2 separate regions of the Anas platyrhynchos genome follow, and region 2 is linked to region 1. A link is a contact called in public Hi-C data. All regions are on one chromosome and are shown on one strand. Each heading gives the region's core, a stretch centred on a gene start, on an enhancer-like site or on the middle of the called end of the contact. The rest is flanking DNA. Distances are from core to core; before and after follow the strand shown.

The links. Hi-C and Micro-C count contacts between places; a contact is called where the count stands out from the background.
Region 2: a Hi-C map of skeletal muscle shows a contact between it and region 1, with 1.7 times the contacts expected there. The contact joins two enhancer-like sites. A contact is called at or near these places in 2 of 8 Hi-C or Micro-C datasets (skeletal muscle and subcutaneous adipose tissue).

The regions. Positions count from the first base shown.
Region 1 is chr19:5,437,737-5,441,845 of IASCAAS_PekinDuck_T2T, reverse strand. The region is part of intron 2 of LOC110352057 (a long non-coding RNA gene); the gene reads left to right. It overlaps LOC106015891 (a long non-coding RNA gene), which reads right to left. Exons shown (of 5, transcript XR_005260070.2): 1 at 3,988-4,109; 2 at 1-2,879. Among named protein-coding and RNA genes, the nearest start is that of HLF, 12 kb to the left of the region's middle. Within about 2 kb of position 2,190, at least 1 of the 8 cell types and tissues checked has an H3K27ac peak or open chromatin away from gene starts, as enhancers often do.
Region 2 is chr19:5,488,759-5,492,867 of IASCAAS_PekinDuck_T2T, reverse strand. No RefSeq gene overlaps it. Among named protein-coding and RNA genes, the nearest start is that of HLF, 39 kb to the right of the region's middle. Within about 2 kb of position 2,432, at least 3 of the 8 cell types and tissues checked have an H3K27ac peak or open chromatin away from gene starts, as enhancers often do.

The DNA.
Region 1 (4,109 bases), core at 941-3,440:
GATTAGTAGCTCATAAGTAATCTCTGCTGAAACAGTTCACTCTCACTGGGCTGTTGAAGTTTCTCTGGTACCGTACCTCACTGCCACGCAGACTGGTTTTTAAAATCAAAGACATCTGTGGAAACACTGTGTTTCTGCCATACATGTCAGAAAAGGATCCGTCTTTTCTGAAAAGGTAATGCTGGCTTTATTATAAATATGAACTTTCCTGTCCTCTAAAGTTGCTTGTAAATTTTAATAGGAAGTAAAATACGCATGAGTTTCTGGGCTAGGATTTTGTAGCTCTAACACACGTTGCAGTTACAAATGCAAAACTTTGCACTTTTGGTTCATTCAGAGAGCACATATTTCAGCACTCAGAGACAGCCTTATGACTGGGAATCAGCACAGACAGCACCAATGAGAATCTACAAATCAACTGCCGAAAAAAAAGATAATTTTAAGCTTTCCATTTTTATGCTAGGTAACAGGAGGTGTGATTTTTTTCCCAATATTTGGAGGAGTTCCTCTCAAAATTACAAAATGCTGTCTGATTTCTCTTGTCTCCAGGCGGTGGGTGCTGCAGGGCAGGAGCTGTTGGGCCCTGGCAGGAGAACGTGGCACCGAGCTCCATGTGGCCCCCAACAGCCCAGCCCTGTTGGCCCTGCACACCCAGAGCTGGGGCCTCCCCGAGGTCTCTTCGCTTTCATTCAGGCGTGGGGTTTCTTTCTGCTCCAATAGCTGCCATTCCCTGCTGCACACAGAGATGTCAGCCAGGTTTCCTACAGCAGGATTTTGCTCTGCTGAAAGTTTTCCATGTTTCCCTGTCCCTTGGCTTTTTGGGCCCTGTCTTACAGCTGCTCATGTGGCTGCATAAAGATCAGAACAGCCTGGTGCCAAGTGAACCCGCAGTGGTGTGCTCACATGGTTATTCAAGAGGCAAGCTTTTGCCTGAACGCTGGGATCATACCAAACTAATCAGGTTTAGTGACTTCATGTGCCTTGCTGTTTGCACAATGAGGGCAACGTTTCCTTGCCTCACACTGCAGAGGAACTGGGGTGTCCTCACGAGTCCTGGCCTTGCTGTGAATGCAGCAGAGGCTACCCTGGAGACCCTGAGCCACTGCCGGCGTGGCCCCAGGGGCAGCCTGCCAGCAGCCATCATCTTCTCTGCACCCTGAATCACGCACAAACATCTGGACAGGGGGAGCCTACTTGTGACCTGGATTCAAGAGGCTTCACTGTTAATCCCCCCTCCCTCCCAAAATTGCATGAACTGGGGCTATCATGGCTGAGGTTCTTATCCAGAATCCGCATGTAGATTAAAAAAAAAAAGTCTTGACAGAGAAACTTGCAAGAAAATATGTTAGGCAGCAGTCACTAGTGGTAATTACCATGCTTTCATCTGTAGCTGTCATTGCACTGTAAAAAGTGGCTGTTATTCTCATTTTAGAGAAGAAACAGATGTTCTAGGGAATTCTGAATAGATTAATACAGAAGTTGCATGCCTAAAAGGTCTTCTAGAAAATCCCATCATTACCACACGGCTGATTTTGTTCAGTGCACCCAGGAGTTCTGTAGATTTGCTGCTCGTGCTTTGCTTTGCTTCTCTTCTGATTTGCCTTAAAGCAATAGTTTTAGTTTGGAGTTTTCATTTTACTCTCATTCTGGGGGAGAGGAAAAGCTGAAATGATACCAGCTATCAGCACTTTCTTTTCAAGGCAAACTTTCAGGTAGGGATTTGTTTGAAAGTTCTTGAGGTTTAATTTGGTTTTGTGATCAAGAGACACAGAAGTCGCATTTGTGCAATCCAATTAGGCTCCAGCCCTGGCAGGGACATGGCATAATGCACGTACATCCAGCTGACTCGCTGTCCTTCCCTGCTCTCAAAACCTTCGGCCTTCATGGCAGAGCCGAGCTTCTTATCACAGATACTTGGGATTACCGCAGACTCAATTTTCCTGTTCGGGAGGTGCCAGAGATGCAGTTTTTCCCTTGAAAACATGGTAGGTGACAGGGAAAATTGAGAGCTGCAGATAGATGTTGCATTGGTATCAGTACCGTGAATAACTACTAAAGGCAGTCAGTACTGAAAGTGTCCAGGAGGCTGGGCAGTGCTCTCGGTGTTAATAAGGAATTAGAAGCATTTCTGTGGTATCTCTGCTCACCTCTACTCATTTAACGCTCCCACCCAGAATCAGAACCTGTCACTACCTATGCTTTTTTTTGGAATGAGCACTCTCCACTACGATAAGCTGAAAGGTGTTAGAGCAAGGAGGAATGTACCTGGTAATGTTCCTCTCCAGGAACCAGACCTCATGTGCTGTGGGTTCAAGGATGAGATGCCCTGACCACAGGGCTGCATCCCACAGTCTGCACTCCCAGCTGCACCCAGTGCCCCAACTTGCCATTCCAATTTGGCTGTAGCAGCCACAATTTCTCCATACTTGGAGAGCGGCCATTTCTCCCAGCCACAGCAGAAACCACACAGCTAATTACCCTGCTGTGCTGCTCACCTCTGTGCAAAGTATTGTCCCTCACCTGGGGGAGTCCTCTTGTAGAACCCTCCTGTGCTGTGGCAAAACTTCATTCCTGCAGGCTAAGCAGTTTTCTTGTAAGAGGGAAACTATATTTTCTGAACATGCTGAAGTTAGAGGCCTTTTCCCTTACTTCCCTGACACTGTATTCACTTGTGAGTAGGTTAATTTGTGTATAGGTGACAGTCGGGACAAGCAATGATAACAAACCTTGACTGAAATAAACGCCAGAGCTTTGTAGCAAAATCTCTGAGCACAGCAGTGAAACAGGCTTTTCCGTTATCTTCAGCCAGCCACGGGACTTCCCACTTGGTGTGCATTTACTGCTGATTTTTGTTTTCTTATATCATTTACTGCAGGGACCTAAATAGTTATTGGAACAAGGTAGCCTATATTACTATGCTACTTTTGTGCTGCTTCAGCATATAAAATCAAAACTAGTTAAGCACAAACATATTTTTGAGAACTTAGCTTGAAGTGACTACACATGAACAAGATGAGATTAATTGCATCTACACATTTGCCTTTAACAAGATGATTCCTTTTAGCTGCATCTTCCAAATAGCCAACAACACGACAGTCATTCTTTAACACAGCAGGTGTCCTATTTCCTGTTTCTCTGCATCTTTATCATTTACAACACTCCTGTAGTTAATGTGGAGGAACAGTATGTTCTGAGAGTGACAGGCAGCTTTCTTAATGGGCTCGTCAGCTCCTCTTCATGCCATGACATCAATTATGTACACTTGTCTTTGACTTGGAATTTGTAACCCCCACGGTGACTAATTACAGTACCTAACGTTAGGGTCCCTGGTGACACAGACTAGAGATTAATAAATGCAGTTCAGCCTACTGCTCGGGGACCAAAAACTTCACTGTCCCTTGAGAGCTCAGGGCTCTGGGTTTTCTGAGGCTATTGGGGTTGGAAAGGAACGGTGACACAGACTCTTTGGAATAAAAATGAAATCATTAGAAGGAACCACAGTGCTTTGCCTTTCCAGACATCCTTTCTCTTTCTCATATCAGTGCTATTATTGTTGTATTTTTATTTTAGGCCACAAATATCATTTTATTTCTTTTTCCATTTTAATCATGTTTTAATGAGTTCTCTTCCGATACAAGAACAAGGAATGTTCTTAATGATAATAATAATTGGGCCACAGGGAAATATTAACTGCTTAATAGCTAAAGAGCAGAGTACTTTAAAAGAGATTAAGGCATTTCTGATCGGTTTGTGACTTCTGGAGGTCAGGGTGAAATCATGACTTACCCAAACTGTGGCAAAACTGATGATTTTTTATGGTTTACATTTACCCAAGAGGTCTAGCTATCATAATGACATTCTCCATAATGGTATCAGCTACCAATTTTGCATTAGTTCACCTCATCTGTTATTGAGGCAATGTAAAAGGGACATGTCTCTTGAAAAGAGGTCTCCTAAATCAGAGACATTGTATTAATTGCAGCTTACCTGCCCAAAGGTGTTTCTTGTCTCAGCTGTGATGCTGCTGGGACAGGCTGGCTGGAGGCTCTATGGGTCTGCAGCAGTTACAGAGACCACCAGCTCCTGCAGTACTCTGACCCTGCAAACTC
Region 2 (4,109 bases), core at 1,183-3,682, 51 kb before region 1:
AGAGACCTCAAGATTTTGTCTTTGTAGCACCAAAGGGCTGCAGTGGGCAGTGTGTTCCTACGTACCTGGTAGCGATGGTATTTTGGATCCCATCTGTGGTGGCTGCAGCACAGTGTGAGAGGCTGTCATCCACTGTGGGGGCCTGAGGGAGAAAGGCCTGGAAACCCTGACCAGCGGGTAAAAAGAGAAAAAAAAAAAAAGTGCTAGGCACCCACACACTTGGTGGGCTGGAGCTCTGGGAGGCCCAGATTTTTTCTAAAGGTCCTATTTGTCAGTCTTAGTTTTCTTAGGCACAGCTGCTGGGGACATCCTTGCTGTTTGTGCCTGCACAGGGCAGCAGGATTGGATTCATTAGCACTGGGGCTCTGTGCTTATCTCATCTAGTATGTGTGTAGTTTGGAAGCAGTTCAGATAAACTATCTGATATAACTGTTTGTTTGCTTTAAATTATGCTGCTTTTCCTTTGGCCTCGGGCCCTTGAGTTCATGTCCCAGGCTGTGCTGAAGCATCAGTGCTTGAAGTTAGACCCATCTCTCAATGGGAAGGTCCCTTTCCAAGGAGCATCCCTATGCCCCACCTTATCTAATTGGGCAACACAGACCATTGCATTATGGCACTAAAATGCACGTATAACTCAAACTGAACCTTATGCAGAGTCATTGTATACACGTGTATTTAAATGCTTACACAAGCTCAAATATGTACATACGAGAATATGTACATATATGTGTGCTTAATGTAAGTGTGCTACAAGAACCTAGATAGAAATTAAGTGAGCAATACCAGCATCTACCAGCCCAGGAAGGCAAGCCACATTACCTGGGGTGCGTGCAGGGGGCCGTCGCGTGCCAGCTGGTGCTGTAGACCTGACCTCAGGACCCATCTGCGCCAGGAGCGGGCAGTGGCCGTCCCACCCGTGGCCATCTCCTGCTAAATGCTCCTTTGTCTCTGTGCCTTGCTGAAGCCTGGGCTTCCTGGTTCAGATGAAGGCGGGGAGCACAGTGCCTGTGCTTCAGGAGGGTCCCAGTGCTGTCAGGCCGAGTACAGGACAAAGCTGTAGTGTTGATGTGGTGGTACTGTCTTTGTCCCCCTGCACTGGTGACTTTCTGGCCTTTGGCCCTGCAGCTCCTCACCACCAGGACTGGTGAGACCCTGGCCTTACATTTTCACAGGCTCCCTTGTCCTGCTGCAGCACCGCAGAGAGAGAAATATATTAGGGAGATGATAGTCATAAAGAGAAAAGGGGAAAAAAAAAAAAAAAAAAAAAAGGCGGTTTGGAGCTGAGCCCAGCTCTCAGGAGCTGAGCATGGCTCGTGCGTGACCCCTTGTGTTGGAGCTGGCAGGGTCCAGTGCTGCAGGATGGGGCCTGGCATCCCCAGCCAAGCACACGGCTCTGGAGCTGTGAGCTCCCCTGCAGCAGAGACTGAGGGCTTGTGGCGATACAGCTGCAGTTCAAGAGGCTTCTCTGTAGCTGGCGGTGAAATGCAGCTCTGTATTCACACCCATGGTATCTCCCATTTCTCCCATGCACACTCACATTTGCAGTATGGTTGTATGTAGAAATGAAAAGCAAAAATGCAGCAGAAACTGAGAGGTCATATTTAAGGCTCTGTTCTTTTTCCTTTTCCTTTTTTTTTTTTTTTTTTCCCTTCCTTTTCCTTTTCCTTTTCCTTTTCCTTTTCCTTTTCCTTTTCCTTTTCCTTTTCCTTTTTCTTTTTCTTCTCTTTCTCTTTCTCCTTTCAGGTCTGTCTTGCTGTGGAAAACACAGCTGCCAGGCATGCACTATCTGTTTATTTCCCTCCAGAGTAATGCTTTTTAAGCAGCTGAAGAAGCTTAATAGAGGGTTAAAAAACTCTCAAAGCTTTTAAATTCCTACAGGTTTCATGAAACGTGGGGCTTGAGTTAAAAAAAAAAAAAAAAAGAAAAAGACTACAGGGCACCCTTGGGTACCCCAGTGATGGCAGGGCTGCAAGGAGTGCTCGCACACTGAGCAGGGCACTAAAATGGCTGCTAAGCCCTGTCAGCATTAGACCCCCCAGGCCTCCAAAGCCATCATTGCCTCCTTGCCAGCAAGAAGAGCTTAAAACACTGTAAATAAGTGACACCCTTGTGTTAATAGGATCGTGGAAGCACAGAACATCCTGAGTTGGAAGGGGCCCACAAGGATCATCGAGTCCAACCCCTGTTGATGCTGCTGATCCAAGACGTGTTCTTTGCTCCTGGTAAAGTCGTATTTATTTTATATCTTATGTGCTTTGGGGAAGAGGATGAGCAGAAAGAGCTCACCCAGGTCACTGCGCCCTGCTAATGGTGGCTGGGGCAACACAAACCCCAGCCCAGCCTTGTCATGCAGCAAGCCGAGCCCTGACCTGTGTGTCCAGAGGCAGAGCAAAGCTGCCTGAGCCCAGCAACACAACTAGGCTTGAACTGCAGCTAACACAAAGTGTGACAGAGCCAGGACTCTTTTCATAAGGCAGTGCAGGACCCAGTGCTCAGTGCTGAGGTTACAGTGCCGTAGTTTCTTGCCTGTGGGCTCTTTCTGGAAGCTATTTTTATAAATACGTTGTATTTCGTGCTTTCGTGGGGCTTTTGTGTCCCTGAAACGGCGGCTGCGGCTGGCCATGGCCGTGGTGAGGTCTCCGGTGTCCTCCAGAGGGCACCAGGCACCGGCAGATGGGAGCTGCGAGGTGCTGGGCTGGAGGTGCAGGAGGTTTAACTGATGGCACACAGCGGCCATGTCCAGCTCAGCCCCGGGGCTCAGCTGCCCACCCCCAGACTCGCTGCATTCAACGACAGGCATTAATTAGTTCGTGGCGCTGCTTTTAGATGCCCTCTTTCCCAGAGAGGAGGAGGCTGTCGAGTGCCATGCGTCTTGCTGGGCAAGGAGGAGGCGGTAAGGACAGCTTTAGCTGAAGTGGAGCCTTGGTGGCACCCTGAGGTAGCAGGTGTTCCTCAGAAAAAGGCTGAAATCCCCTAAAAATAGCAGACAAAGCTGTAGTTCTGTGGGGAAGAGCCAGGCTGCCAGCAGCCGGGCATTGCGGAGATGTGGCCTCTGCGCCGGCATGGGTGTGGATTCAGCTGCGCTGGCCAAAGGCCACACACTGAGCACAGGCCCTGTTTTTGCTTAAAAACCTGAAGCAGCCCATCAACAGGCTGCCAGAGGTGCTTCTGGGGGCACTGCAGCTGGCAGAGGCAGCACAGGGTGTGATGTTGTTAAAGGCAACCAGGACACAGGCCGCAGAACACGGCCATAGGGGTGGGCAGGCCCAGGCCTCATGGCACCAGGGACACAGCGGGGTCAGGATCATTCTTGTTACAAATGTGTCTGTACACATCTTTCTGTGTGCACACATACTTCATATACAATATATAATATACGCATATGTATGCATATTTAAAATGTGTTTTATTTAGCCCTACAGTCTGTATTATCCATCTATAACACATAATATTTCCTTCCAGTATTTAAAGGGGGCCGATAGGAAAGATGAGGAGAGACTGACTCTTTATCAGGGTGTGCAGTGACAGGACAAGGGTTAAAGGCTTTAAACTAAAAAGGGTAGGTTTAGATGAGATAAAAAGAATAAATTATTCACTCAAGGTGCGGTGAGGCCTTGGCACTGGCTGCCCAGAGGAGTTGTGGATGTTCCCTTCCCTGGAAGTGCTCAAGGCCAGGTTGGATGGGGCTTCAGCCAGCACATACACTATTTAGTGCATAATATGTAACATATATAGTAAAATCAACCTTTATAGTAATGAAATATATTAATGTAGTATTATAATAATTATTATTATAATGTGTTAAACACACAATATGAAAAATTTATATGTATGTAGATAGACATATATATGGGAGGGTGCATGTGAATGCACACACAGAGTGGGAGGTGGAGGTGAGAGTGTAAGTGCATGTGTGTATTTAGTATAGCAAGCACATATTGTCCATAACATACGTAGTAAAAGCAAGCCTTTATAGCAGTTTTAAAAAATCTTTGTAAATATGTATTGCTGTATATATAAACCTGTATTAATCAAGTAAATTCTACTAAGTATACTATATGAAAATATAACCATGGAATCTATACCTATATTTAGCTATATGAACATAC